2 separate regions of the Mus musculus genome follow, and region 1 is linked to region 2. Evidence: chromatin contacts called from public HiChIP or PLAC-seq data. All regions are on one chromosome and are shown on one strand. The core of a region is the stretch at or near the end of the contact, and the rest is flanking DNA. Distances in the headings are between cores, read along the strand shown. Region 1 has its middle 25 kb from the start of Gm24869. Region 2 overlaps Pde4b (phosphodiesterase 4B, cAMP specific).

What was found. HiChIP or PLAC-seq counts read pairs in DNA pulled down with a chosen protein or histone mark.
Region 1: a BATF HiChIP or PLAC-seq map of CD8 T cells shows a contact between it and region 2, with 16 read pairs. The contact joins two enhancer-like sites. A contact is called at or near these places in 1 of 15 datasets of contacts at CTCF or cohesin (CD8 T cells), 7 of 484 Hi-C or Micro-C datasets (B cells, Th1 cells, embryonic stem cells and 3 more) and 6 of 115 datasets of contacts at active chromatin or transcription factors (CD8 T cells, DN3 thymocytes, T-cell acute lymphoblastic leukemia and 2 more).

The regions. Positions count from the first base shown.
Region 1 is chr4:102,709,278-102,714,942 of GRCm38.p6, reverse strand. No RefSeq gene overlaps it. Among named protein-coding and RNA genes, the nearest start is that of Gm24869, 25 kb to the left of the region's middle. Within about 2 kb of position 2,997, at least 21 of the 459 cell types and tissues checked have an H3K27ac peak or open chromatin away from gene starts, as enhancers often do. A contact at or near this core is called in CD8 T cells, DN3 thymocytes, Th1 cells and 1 more, where this site is marked.
Region 2 is chr4:102,508,172-102,513,701 of GRCm38.p6, reverse strand. The region is part of intron 5 of Pde4b (phosphodiesterase 4B, cAMP specific); the gene reads right to left. It overlaps Gm52668 (a long non-coding RNA gene), which reads left to right. Exons shown (of 3, transcript XR_003955083.1): 2 at 269-339; 3 at 3,375-5,493. Among named protein-coding and RNA genes, the nearest start is that of Gm52668, 4.6 kb to the left of the region's middle. Within about 2 kb of position 1,876, at least 242 of the 459 cell types and tissues checked have an H3K27ac peak or open chromatin away from gene starts, as enhancers often do. A contact at or near this core is called in CD8 T cells, DN3 thymocytes, Th1 cells and 1 more, where this site is marked.

The sequences.
Region 1 (5,665 bases), core at 1,748-4,247, 200 kb before region 2:
TGTATGGTTCCTCTTGAGGCAGCGGAGGGGAAGAACATTGATGGAGCTAAGACTTGGTCTTACAAGATATTAAGGGTTGCTGTTTAATAATAAAATTGTTGCAGGTAGTTTTGAAAAGCACACTTGGTCCTTGCCTGGTCTCCTTGTCCAGTGCTGTGGCCCCTCATGACTTATCTCGAAGATAACGCCCCCACTGGCTCCACTTCCATCGCACCTGTTTCTCCTGCTGACTCTGCTAAGTCACCCAAGAAATCAATGGGAGAAGAGATCCTTGGTCCTATGAAGGCTCGATAGACGCCCCAGTGTAGGGAAATCGAGGGCTGGTGGGGAGGCGGGAGTGGATGGGTGGAGGAACACCCTCATAGAAGCATGGGGAGGAGGAATGGGATAGGGTGTTTCTGGGAGGTGGGAAACCGGGAAAAGCGATAACATTTGAAATGTAAATAAAGAAAAAAATGTATAGAAAGAAAGAAAGAAAGAAAGAAAGAAAGAAAGAAAGAAAGAAAGAAAGAAAGAAAGAACTGTCCCTCCTGAGATACCACTCCCGCTCCACAAACCGACTGCTCTGGCGGCCCATTTTCTCCTGTCCACCTGACTCGCCTTGATGGAAAACGCCAGACATCCTTAATATTTTAAAACCAGCCGAATAACACAACTGTTGGGTGAACAATTTCTTGCCCCATCCTCCTCAGCCTTGGCAGCGGCCTGCAGAGGCTACAAACTATTGGTCCCTGAGAGATGTCTGTTACTTCTTATCTGCTCCAAATCCCAATCATCTCTCGTTCCCATCTCTTCCTCCTGGGACCCGGAAATCTCACCTTATTCTTCGCCCAGTGATGAGCTTCTGCGGTCTTTATTGGCCCAATTAAGAAACAATTAGGGAACCAGATTTTATTTATTAGCTCCTCCCCCTACATCTCACCTTTTCTGTACAATAAAAAAATTTAAAAACCTCTTCTCCCAGATATAAATTGAAAAAAAAATCATGACAAGTAAATTACATGGTATGAGGTATAAATGACATCCAGTTCATCAGCTTGTCAATTTAGATTGAGTACTCTACCGTCTCTCCTAACTTAAAAGGCTTTTACCATTCTACTCCTGAGCTGTGTCCTGGTTTTAGATTGTATACCATCTGAAAAAACATCCTCTCAAATCTATATCATCTCTCTTAATGCTAAACAGCTTGGGTTGGGTATGAGACTACAACCAGTCTTCAACCCCACCAGAAATCTGAGAATGACTTAAAATTACCTGAAAATATAGGAAGCACTAAACATATCTTCCAAAACTAAGGCAATGTTGTGACAGCTGACTATCTGCACAGTGCCCCAATCGTTTAGAATCCAAGGGCATCCATCTCCGGCCTTCTGGCCAAGGATCACCAATCTGACAGACTTATGCAGAAAATGTAAGGGCCACTGTCCCTGTCTCAATAAAGCCAGTAGTTGACTATTCTGCAACATGTGTCCTTCTCTAGACAGAATTGTCTGTAGATGAAATGGGCGACTTCTGCTACACTATCTATACTGGATCCTCACAGGAACTCCTCTCTGATATTCTCTTTTTGCCCTGTGTGATGGAAATCCTGCAGCTTTGGATCTGCAGGACTGTCCATCATGTGTTTCAGCTGATCATAGGTGAGGTAGATGTTGGGGTGGACCAACTCAAAGCCTTGGATCTGGGCCTGAGAGGTATCTGAATTGGTCAGCCTACCAACTCTCCTGTGCGCAAATCACCAGGGTGGGCTCTTGAGCACTGCTCCAGCTGGCTCACCCAATGCCATGTCAGTTCTCCTGCTCTCATGCCCTTGGAGCTGGCTCTCCCCTCCGCTGCCATCAGGGTTAGTTTTACTGTGCTGCTAGGTGAAGGATAGGGCTAGCCAGCTCTCCCTAGCATGGTAGCTGATTAGGGGCAGGGGCAGCTCAACACAGTGCCTCAAGTGACAGTCCAGACCAGGGATATATGCATGGTCTTGGGTGGCAACGTGGACCTTGGGCATCAACACAGACCTTGGCTCCCAAAGTAGCATGGACTCAGAAAACATGGACCCAGATGTCCCCATGGCCTTGGGCCTGCAGCCAGGCCACTTAGATCAGCATGGACCTTGGGGGCAGCATAGCCCTCTGATATCCACATGGTCTCCAGCATACACCCAGATTATGGAATCCTCTTGGCTGTTGGTGGAAACTTGGGCCACAGACTTCGGCACAGTCCACAGCTGAAGCAAGACCATGGACCCAGCCATGACCCTTGGCAGCATCTAGGGTCAGGAATTCACCATGATCTCCTCGTATCTGCATGTTCCTTACTACCACTGAGTCTCCAGTTCCACCTTTGCCACAGTATACTCATTCCTTTGCTTCACATTTCTCTTCAGTCTTTCCACCACATAGTCCATCCTCCATCTTTCCCATCTCTCCATCACACATTCGTGCAGTAGTGGTGCAGGAGGCAGGTGCTCAGGTTTCTCCCTTCCAATTTGGTGGCCTGGGCAGGTACATCAATCTTGTGTATATGTGTGTGTGTGTGTGTGTGTGTGTGTGTGTGTGTGTGTGTGTGTGTGTGTGTGTAGACAAATGAAATCACTGCAATTACTTTGAGCACATGTGATTGGGAATGAGAGCCAACAGGATATCTGGAATTCAGTTCTTTTACAGTTGTTCTCGACTGAATTCTCCTCAGAATACTTTTGTTCTGTATACAGAGGGGTGTGCACATACTCTCAATATTGTAGCTACATGTAATGAGGAATCACTGAGAACCTTAAGAAGGTAATTGCTTGTTCACATCAGAATTTGGGGGAAGATATTTAGCTGAAGAAGAGAAAACTCTACAGACAGGACATAAACTGGAGGAATTGGCACCAGAGGCTAAAGCAATACATCAAAATCAGTATAAACCACAGAAGGAAACGAGGTGGGGAAGAGATGCTCAAAGGCTGTAGAGATGGAACCACAGATTACCACTGATCTCCTCCGTGTTTCACTAGAACCTGCATGAAAAGAACCACAAAGAGTGATGGGTGAAAGACACAGTCATATGTTGCTTGGTAATCGGGATACCTTCTGAGAAGTGTGTCCATAAGTGACTTTGTTGTGAGAACATCATAGCGATTGCTTACATAAATTAAGATGGTGGGTGATAAAATATCTTTGAATGCTGGCATTGACCTCAATTTCACAGTGTAAAACTACATACATTATATGTGAAATTACATTGAGGGTTTTTTTTTTAAATATCTGTAGTGATCTCCACTCAAAAGGAAACTGTCAAGAAATTATGAATCATTTGTTAGAGTTGAGTATGTTTTGGAAAGAGGCATAATAAATCAACATCTGTGAACAAACTATTTTGGTAAACTGGGTTGTGTCAAATACTGAGAATGAATTCTATGTAAACACCATGTCCTTTCGAAGTTATGTCTATGTGGTTTCTGGAACCTCAAGAGGAATCAGCCTCTGACTATTCTCCTTTTTGTATTGACTTGTTTACAGTTTGTTTCTTCTGTCCTAGACCTGGATGTTGATTGCATCTTCTTTCTTAGAGTTGTAAGTTGGCGTTTATTATGGAATTTAGCATTTAGCTTCACCTTTATTTATTGCTGGTAGCTCTTACAGATTTTAAGGTAGACTTTTTCAAAGATGGAACTTGAGTGTCAGGACACTTGAGTTTGGAGACTGTGGAGTATTCATAGCCTCATTATTGAACATGTCTCTGAGTGTCCAATGCAGGACCACTCACTCAAAGTGTCCCTGTAGATTCTAGTATCTCTTGGTATTTTCCGTGTCATGATGATCCTCTAGAGAAGATGTCTTCTTTCTCTAATTTCTTTATTAAATAATAGAGGCCCTGTTACTATGCAAAGTACAGTTTATATAAATTACTCATCCTGTCACACCAGGAGTCTTACAAGGCCAAGAAAACAAAACAGAGAAGCACTAAGTCTCTGCTCCAAACAGTTCTGTCTTGGTGTTTTTCTTAATTCTTAGTAATAGGCAAATCCCTGATATTTTCAGGTAATCGAGGTCATGGAGACTCACTTAAGCATTTTTAATTTTCAAATGTAGAGTTGCGTGAATGCCACCAAAATCACATAAAGGGAATGAATGACTCGCTTCCACTATTAACGGATAACCCAAGCTACAGAATTGCTTTCAGTAGCAGGGAAGGATGCTTGGCAAGAAGAGTAACCTTTAAAGAGTAACAATTGGGTGAAGCTAAGACCTTTCTGCTCTACATAATGACGCTATAATAGCTCTACAATCTCCTAGTCTAGGGACACACTGCTTGCATAGATACAAAATCCAATAAAGGCCTGCAGCAAGAGTGTGGCCCTGTGCCTTGAGGAAGGTTACAAAAGATGGTGGCAACTTGATGGACTAGGTGTGGTCAGCTGAATATTGGATGCACAGTTGGGAAGAGACGTAAACATTGCCAGCCTCCTGGGCTGTGAGGCCAAAGTCCTTCTCTTCCACACATTGCTTTGATTGACACATTTATTTCTTTTTTCTGTCCTGGGTACATCCCAGGCACCTAAATCTGGTGAAGCCATGTGGGTAGGTTTAGTGAGTGGTTTGGAAGCAGAATAGTGGATACTTCTGGCCAACAGAACTTAGGGTAGGTGTGACTTCTACAGGATCTTAGAGTTTGGTAGCTGTCTGTTGGGAGTGTAGCTGTGAAGAGGCAGGAGCCTGGATCCCTATTTGGTACGTGTCTATAGGTTGCTATAATAAATGAATAGACTGAGTGGCTCATAGCAGACATATTTGTGTTTCATAGATCTAAGGTCCAAAGTTCAAGACTAAAGTAACACTGGAGCCGAGTACTGATGAAGACCCCTTCAAGGTCACAGACTGTTCAACTTCTTATATTTTCACATGCCCTCTTTTAAATCTCATTCAGGTGGGCGTTGCCGTCATCTCCTGATTACCTGACAATCCTACTTCTCAATACCTGTGTTGGACAGTAGGCTCTCAATGTAGGAATTCGGGGTAAACATTCAGTCCATAGTAGAAAGTGGATAGTCTTGAACAGCTGCCCATCTTAAAGTAGATTTAATGATTAAGAAATAAACTTTTATCTGCAAAACCACCAAGATTTTAGGACTATTCATTGCCAACATATAGCAATTCCAATTCTTATACTGGATGGTTCTGTTCATCCATTTCATTTTGTGCATAGCTTGTGGCCACAATAAACTTCTTTTCTCTGGACTCATCAGGGAAGGAGGAGTCACACCCTAGTGAAATTTCAATTTCCCCATTTGACAAGCACCCGCTCTTATCCTATGGTAGCACTTTGGAAGCCCCTAAGAAATTTTTGCTCAGTCTTGGAAATGCACAATACTGTGATTACTTCAGTTTGCAAACATTCTCCATTCAGCATACGGATTTCCTGTCCTATTATAGCCAAGATTTTGAACTCCAATCTCATTTCCACTTCTAGCTTCACATGCTCCATGCTGAGGGCAGTGTTGGGAAAGATACACGGACTCTGCTTTCCTAGTGTTCACCCCTCTCTGCTCAATCACTTTACATACTCTACCCCTAGTGTACATGAAGGCATCATAGGGATGCAATAAAGGGTATGGCAGTGTTTTCAGGTTTTTTAATTTATTTTTATTTTTATTTTTATTTTTTTGTTTTTGTTTTTCGTCTGTGTT
Region 2 (5,530 bases), core at 627-3,126:
CTCTAGAAAGCCAATTGCAGTTTTCTCATTGTTTTGCCTGTGTCAAGTCACTTAATCCATATAAGTAGCTTATAGGGCATGTGCACTCTTTGCATACTAATTAGCAAGTGAAGCAACTGAGACTAGGAGAGATTAAGTAATTTGTCCCAAGGTCACAAGGTAGTCAGAGCTAGAATTTGGAACGGGTAGTCTAGCTCAGTCATAACCAACATGGCCTTTCTTATTTACTCTGAGAATTTACTCTACAATAACAATAATATTTCTCCAGATAAGAAACCAAAGTTTTGGAGAATAATTTACTGGAGAGACTGATCCAGATTCCGAACTCAGTCCATCTTGGTAAGTTATTAAGTACCCATTCTGTAGCCCTGTGGTGGGTACTGAGAGAATGTTATCGTTTATTATGATAAGCTGCATGTATTTAGTCATTTTGCTTCTTTCTATTTCTTATAACTTTGTTACTTCATGCTGAAATGATAGCACAGGCTTCACTTCACGTGCTTTGAGCGTCACATGCCATCAAGGTTAGCCAGGGATTTCAGCACTGTGCGCATGTTCTGAGAGTCAGCAGAGATGTAGGCAAGCCTGAACAAAGCAAAGGAAGCAGCCGAGCTCCTCCGATGTTTCGGACTCAAGCTTGGGCAATCATTCACTGCTATTTGCTCATTCCATTAGTGTTTACTGGGCATCAGTTAGGTTTTACATTCTTAGTTGGAAGCCCAAAACTAGAGGATTTGTCTATGCATTTGAGATACTCATGCTTCGGTTAGGGAAGAAAACAAGATATTTCAAGTACTATTTTTGAGATTTTGAGACACTGATTAAAAGTTTCTGAGATAATAATTGAATAGGACATTATAGGGACATAATCTGAAGATGTCAGATAAGTAGTCTCAAATGATAAAAATGTACATTCCAGATGGAAATGGATAAATCATGTGGTATTTTCTAAATATATACTATATACCAGGCCTTTTATTGAAAATACATGTTTATTTTAATCGTCACTCAAGAATTGAAGAAGCAAAAAAAACATATACAGCCCTGGGAAAAGAGTCAGTGTGGAAAGATAGGAGGCAGGAGGCTGGCATATTTATCTCACACAACCATGAATTGAGCAATGTAGGGGTAAGGCAATAAGGGAGACAAGGACACATGCACTCACGCACACATGCATGCACGCACGCATGCATGCATGCACGCACGAATGCACATACACTCCCACACATGCACACTCACACACACCACCCAAAATCAAAACAAGACAATAACAAAACAATCAATAATGGGGCTTAGAAGAAGCATGCTAGATCAGAAAGAAGGTTGGGTCAGAACGTGCAAACACTGTGGACAACAAACCACGTTGGAAGATGACCATAATGTTTTGGGTACAGGAAAACAAAGTCCTTTATGCCGGGAGAGAAGAAAAGACTAGAAAGAAGTGGTTAAAGGAGCTGGCTGTCCTGGCAATGAGAGAGAAATGGATGAAGACGGTGCAGTTTTGGTTCTCCCAAGCCAGGAACTGCAGAACAAGGGAACAGAGCAGGGAGGACATGGAACCTGGGTCTCCACGTAACTCAAGAAGGGTTACCAAAAGTTTCAAGTGTCTAGCATTTCTATACACCCCAGTGATAAATAAAGGAAGGGAACCATCCATGGACTGGAGGGGCAAGGACTGTAGTAAGAAGTAAGTTTTATAGCCTGCATGGTAGATGAAGGGAGCCAGATCTGAAGAGATGATGAAGGTAGCTTTCTGGCTCTGAGCCTCAGTGGTAGAAAAGTCCAGGTGTGGAGCGAGTCCTTGGCAGACATTCCAGCTGCAGCTCAGGTAAACAGAGCCTGCAGGCATTCCCAGGAAGAGGCAGCTGTGTCCCGAAGGGCTTTTCTCCGACAGGCCTGGAAGCTGCTACGTGATCGGGCTTGAGGCGGGCAGCAGCTGGGGTTTGGGAGGACACAGGCACGTGGATAGCCTCCTGTGGGTACACTGCTGCAGATGAGACAGCCCTGAGAACCAGTTTGTCTTCCTGGCTTCCTCCTCCACCCTTCGCTACAGAGGCTCAGTGCCACAGCCCGAAACAGCTGCAGAAAGATTGATTCAGAGATGAGGGCTACAGCTTTGAGCCGTGCAGAGGCAGCAGAAAAGGCAATCTGTGTGCCTCTTTGAAGGACGCTGTTTGTTTAAGGATCCAAACGTCAAACAACTTCAGTAGCAGACAACAGTGATTTGGCTAGAACAATGTATGCCCCTGAATTAACATCAAGATGGGCTGAACAGAGCAAACTAGAGACTCCTTTTTTTCAAAGTTCAGTATCTTCCTCTATGGTCTCAATTACAGGAGATCCATTTGTGCACAAAACATTTAGGCAATAATATCTGGGTGTCTTTTGGAGTCTACTGTAACCAAAGAGAAAGAAAGGCCGGAACAAAATGCAAAGGGCAAAAAGAAACTGTTTGGAGACAGTCGGCTACAGTGTAAACTTTTCGTTCTCTCTCATAGCAAAACCTGATGGCTGTCTTTGAAAAAAAAAAAAAAAAGTGTCTGTATCTAGGTCCCTGGCAGTGATTTGCCTCTGGGAGGGCCAGCAATCTATTTAATGACTCCATTGACGTCAATGGCATAACTGAAATACTTACTAACATGCATGATTCCAGCTTTCAGGGGGAGGGGGTGGACAGTGTCTCTCAGCAGCGCGAAAACACGATGTGGAGTCTGTGAGGAACGGACTTGGCTCTTTCTGCAAATGCTAAGGGACTAGATGCTGCTGGTCCCCCAGGTCCTGATTAATATGAGGAAAAAAAACTTTTCCTGCTAAATGAAGAAATTAATTCTGAACAAGGGAACGTGGCCACTAATAAGCAAGACCTTATTTTTAGCTGTGTTTGCTCAAGGGAACAGTTTTTACCATTCTCACTTTAGCTGCCTTACTAATGATTTTGCAGTTAGCCATCCTTAAATTTAGACATATATGAAATCATTGCAAATCATTGCAGGCAGTTCAGCGTCCATGTTCTGGGGTAAATGTTTATAGGATGGCTATTTTAGACAAAACAGGCTCTTTCAAACCATTTGGGGCACTATCTTGAGAATTTCCCAGCTTTTCTGGTATAGTTCTATTTTATGACTTCTATTTGTATATAAAGGCTCTTTATATATGGGTGTAACTGAGCCGATTGTCCCAGAATTCCAGGTTACACACATCATACCGAACACTGAAGAAAATGTCTGCTATTTTTATTTTTCCCCTTTTCTTTTTTGTAATTTCCTTCGGGACCTCCTTTGTCCTGAGTGGCCAGGGTCTTTGATAAGATGGTTGATCTTATTTCTGTTTGCCCGTGTGTTGTAATCCTGCCTGACTGTTCTTGCTTAATGCAGAAACGAAGTAAAGGTTCAGCTTGTGCTGGCCTCCCTCTCCAGTCATCTGCCACGGATCAGTTTTCAAGCCTGAGCCATGGTCCTCAGAGAGACCTCTGCCCATATACAGCCGTCCCGCTCACATCCCAGGCCTGGCAGTTCTAGCAAAGCCTTGACTTTTCTGAGCTGTTCAGGGTCAGAGACCATGTACTGAGCCCCTGTTCTATTTCTTGAGCAAAATGTGCATCTGGCACATCTACTTGAATCTCAGAAATAGTCAAAGCTAAGTGAAGATGAGTGAGGAGTCATGTGGAGAAACAGGCTTCCTGAAAGGAGGTCTCTTCTACTCTTCATCAGTTGTATCATCATTCCTTCCAGAGTGGCCCTGAAGTGATGCTAGAAGACATGGCCTCCCTGGAGCTTGGGAAAAACCTTAATTAAGGCTGCTGTTGAGATAGGTCAGCACATTTTGTGCTTTACTGGAAGACTTCTGCTTCCTCATCCTATTTCTCCAAATACATTCTTTCCTTGAAATATATTTTAATTGACTCATGTTGGAAATCACTACAGTTAATGCTACAGACACCCAAGCTGTAGTCTGCGGTAGTCTGGCTTGGAGATCTCCGGGCAGCTCTTCAGATATCTCATCGACATGGTTGGCTGCCATTTTGGATGATCCATGAACTTCTGGGTTACTTTAAAAACAGCTCTATTACAAGTGGTGATAGTCATGATTTGCACCAATGGCTCTTAGTAAATTTTAGATGAAATAGTATGATAGAATACCCTACTCCACACGTTATTCTGGCTGCCACAAAATTCTATACTTGATGTATATATTGTTGTAAATTAAGTCATTTATGAGACTCAGAGGTGAGAGTTTCTAAAAAAAAATATGTTTCTAATCTTTTTGTGTAGGAAAAAAAATTCCTTCTGCAAACGCAGTGATCACCTAGCGATTTATTTTCTTAGTAGGTTCTCTCATGACATAGTCAAAAAAAGCGTAAATGAGATATATGCCCGAGCACAGGAATAAGGGTATGGGGAAAGCCTGGCAGTGGTTACATAACCGCACATATGTATACAAGTTGATTTGTTTCAATTATTTGATTTGGTTTTTCCTTTGGGAAATCTTGAGTTTTCAGTCTTCCATGTTGAATATGTCCAGGTGAAAGAATTCAAGTTCCTGCCTTGTTTTAGACTTAATTTTCTTTTTATTATATTATTTTCCTTTCTTTTTCACTCCTACACAGAAAATAAAACCCCAAGACTTTACTAATTCAAAAGAAAGTGATGCTGGTCTCCAAGTGGAGCGGCTCATAACCTAGGATTTTTACTGCCCTCACGAGGCTTCACTGTGACCTCCCAAATCTTCGCACTCAGGCTTTGGAGCTGCTCTCTGCCCATTTAGTCCTCCATCTTTGAATGGTGGCTTCCCTACTTTGTCAGCAAAATGTCACCTTCTTAGGTTTCATCCTTTCTTATTCAAAACTGCATGAACACATTGGCATACGTAAGGCCCCAACACCTTCTAATTTCAGTAGAGTAAGTGATAAAAACTCTGAAGAAAGAAACAGAAGCGCAGAAGTAAACACTTCCTTCAGACGCAGAAACTGGCTTATTATTATATTTTATCTTTATGAGCACATTCTTTCAAATACAGTCCAACCTTTACGTAGTCCTGGCCAGTTTGGCATTGACTCTGTTCCGGCCGTGTAGACATAATTTACCATACTATAAAGACAAAGAGATGAGAAAGATGTGGTCTCACCCCCAGGAACCCAGGATCCAGTGGGACAGACACACCACTGGGGAACCATTGTGTACCCCAGAATTAAGTTCTCGACAAAATAGGAACAATCATGCTAAAAACACAAGTTGTCATTTCAAAGACAAGACTTTCCTATTGCTCCCCAAAAGCTGAGAATCTGGTCCAGCAGAGAGAAGAGCTGACTCTGATTGAGAGATTTCATCACCCAGTGACTCGAGGTAAGTTTAGAAACTTCAACCAGATTGGAAGAATTCATTGGAATTGAAGAATCACATTTCATTTACATGAATGAAGAAGCAGCAGAAGAAGAAGGAGTAGAAGAGGAAGAGAAGGAGCGTGAAGAGAAGAAAAAGTAGGAGGGAGAAAAGTATGGGAGGAGAAGAGGAGGGAGAGAGGAGAACAAGGG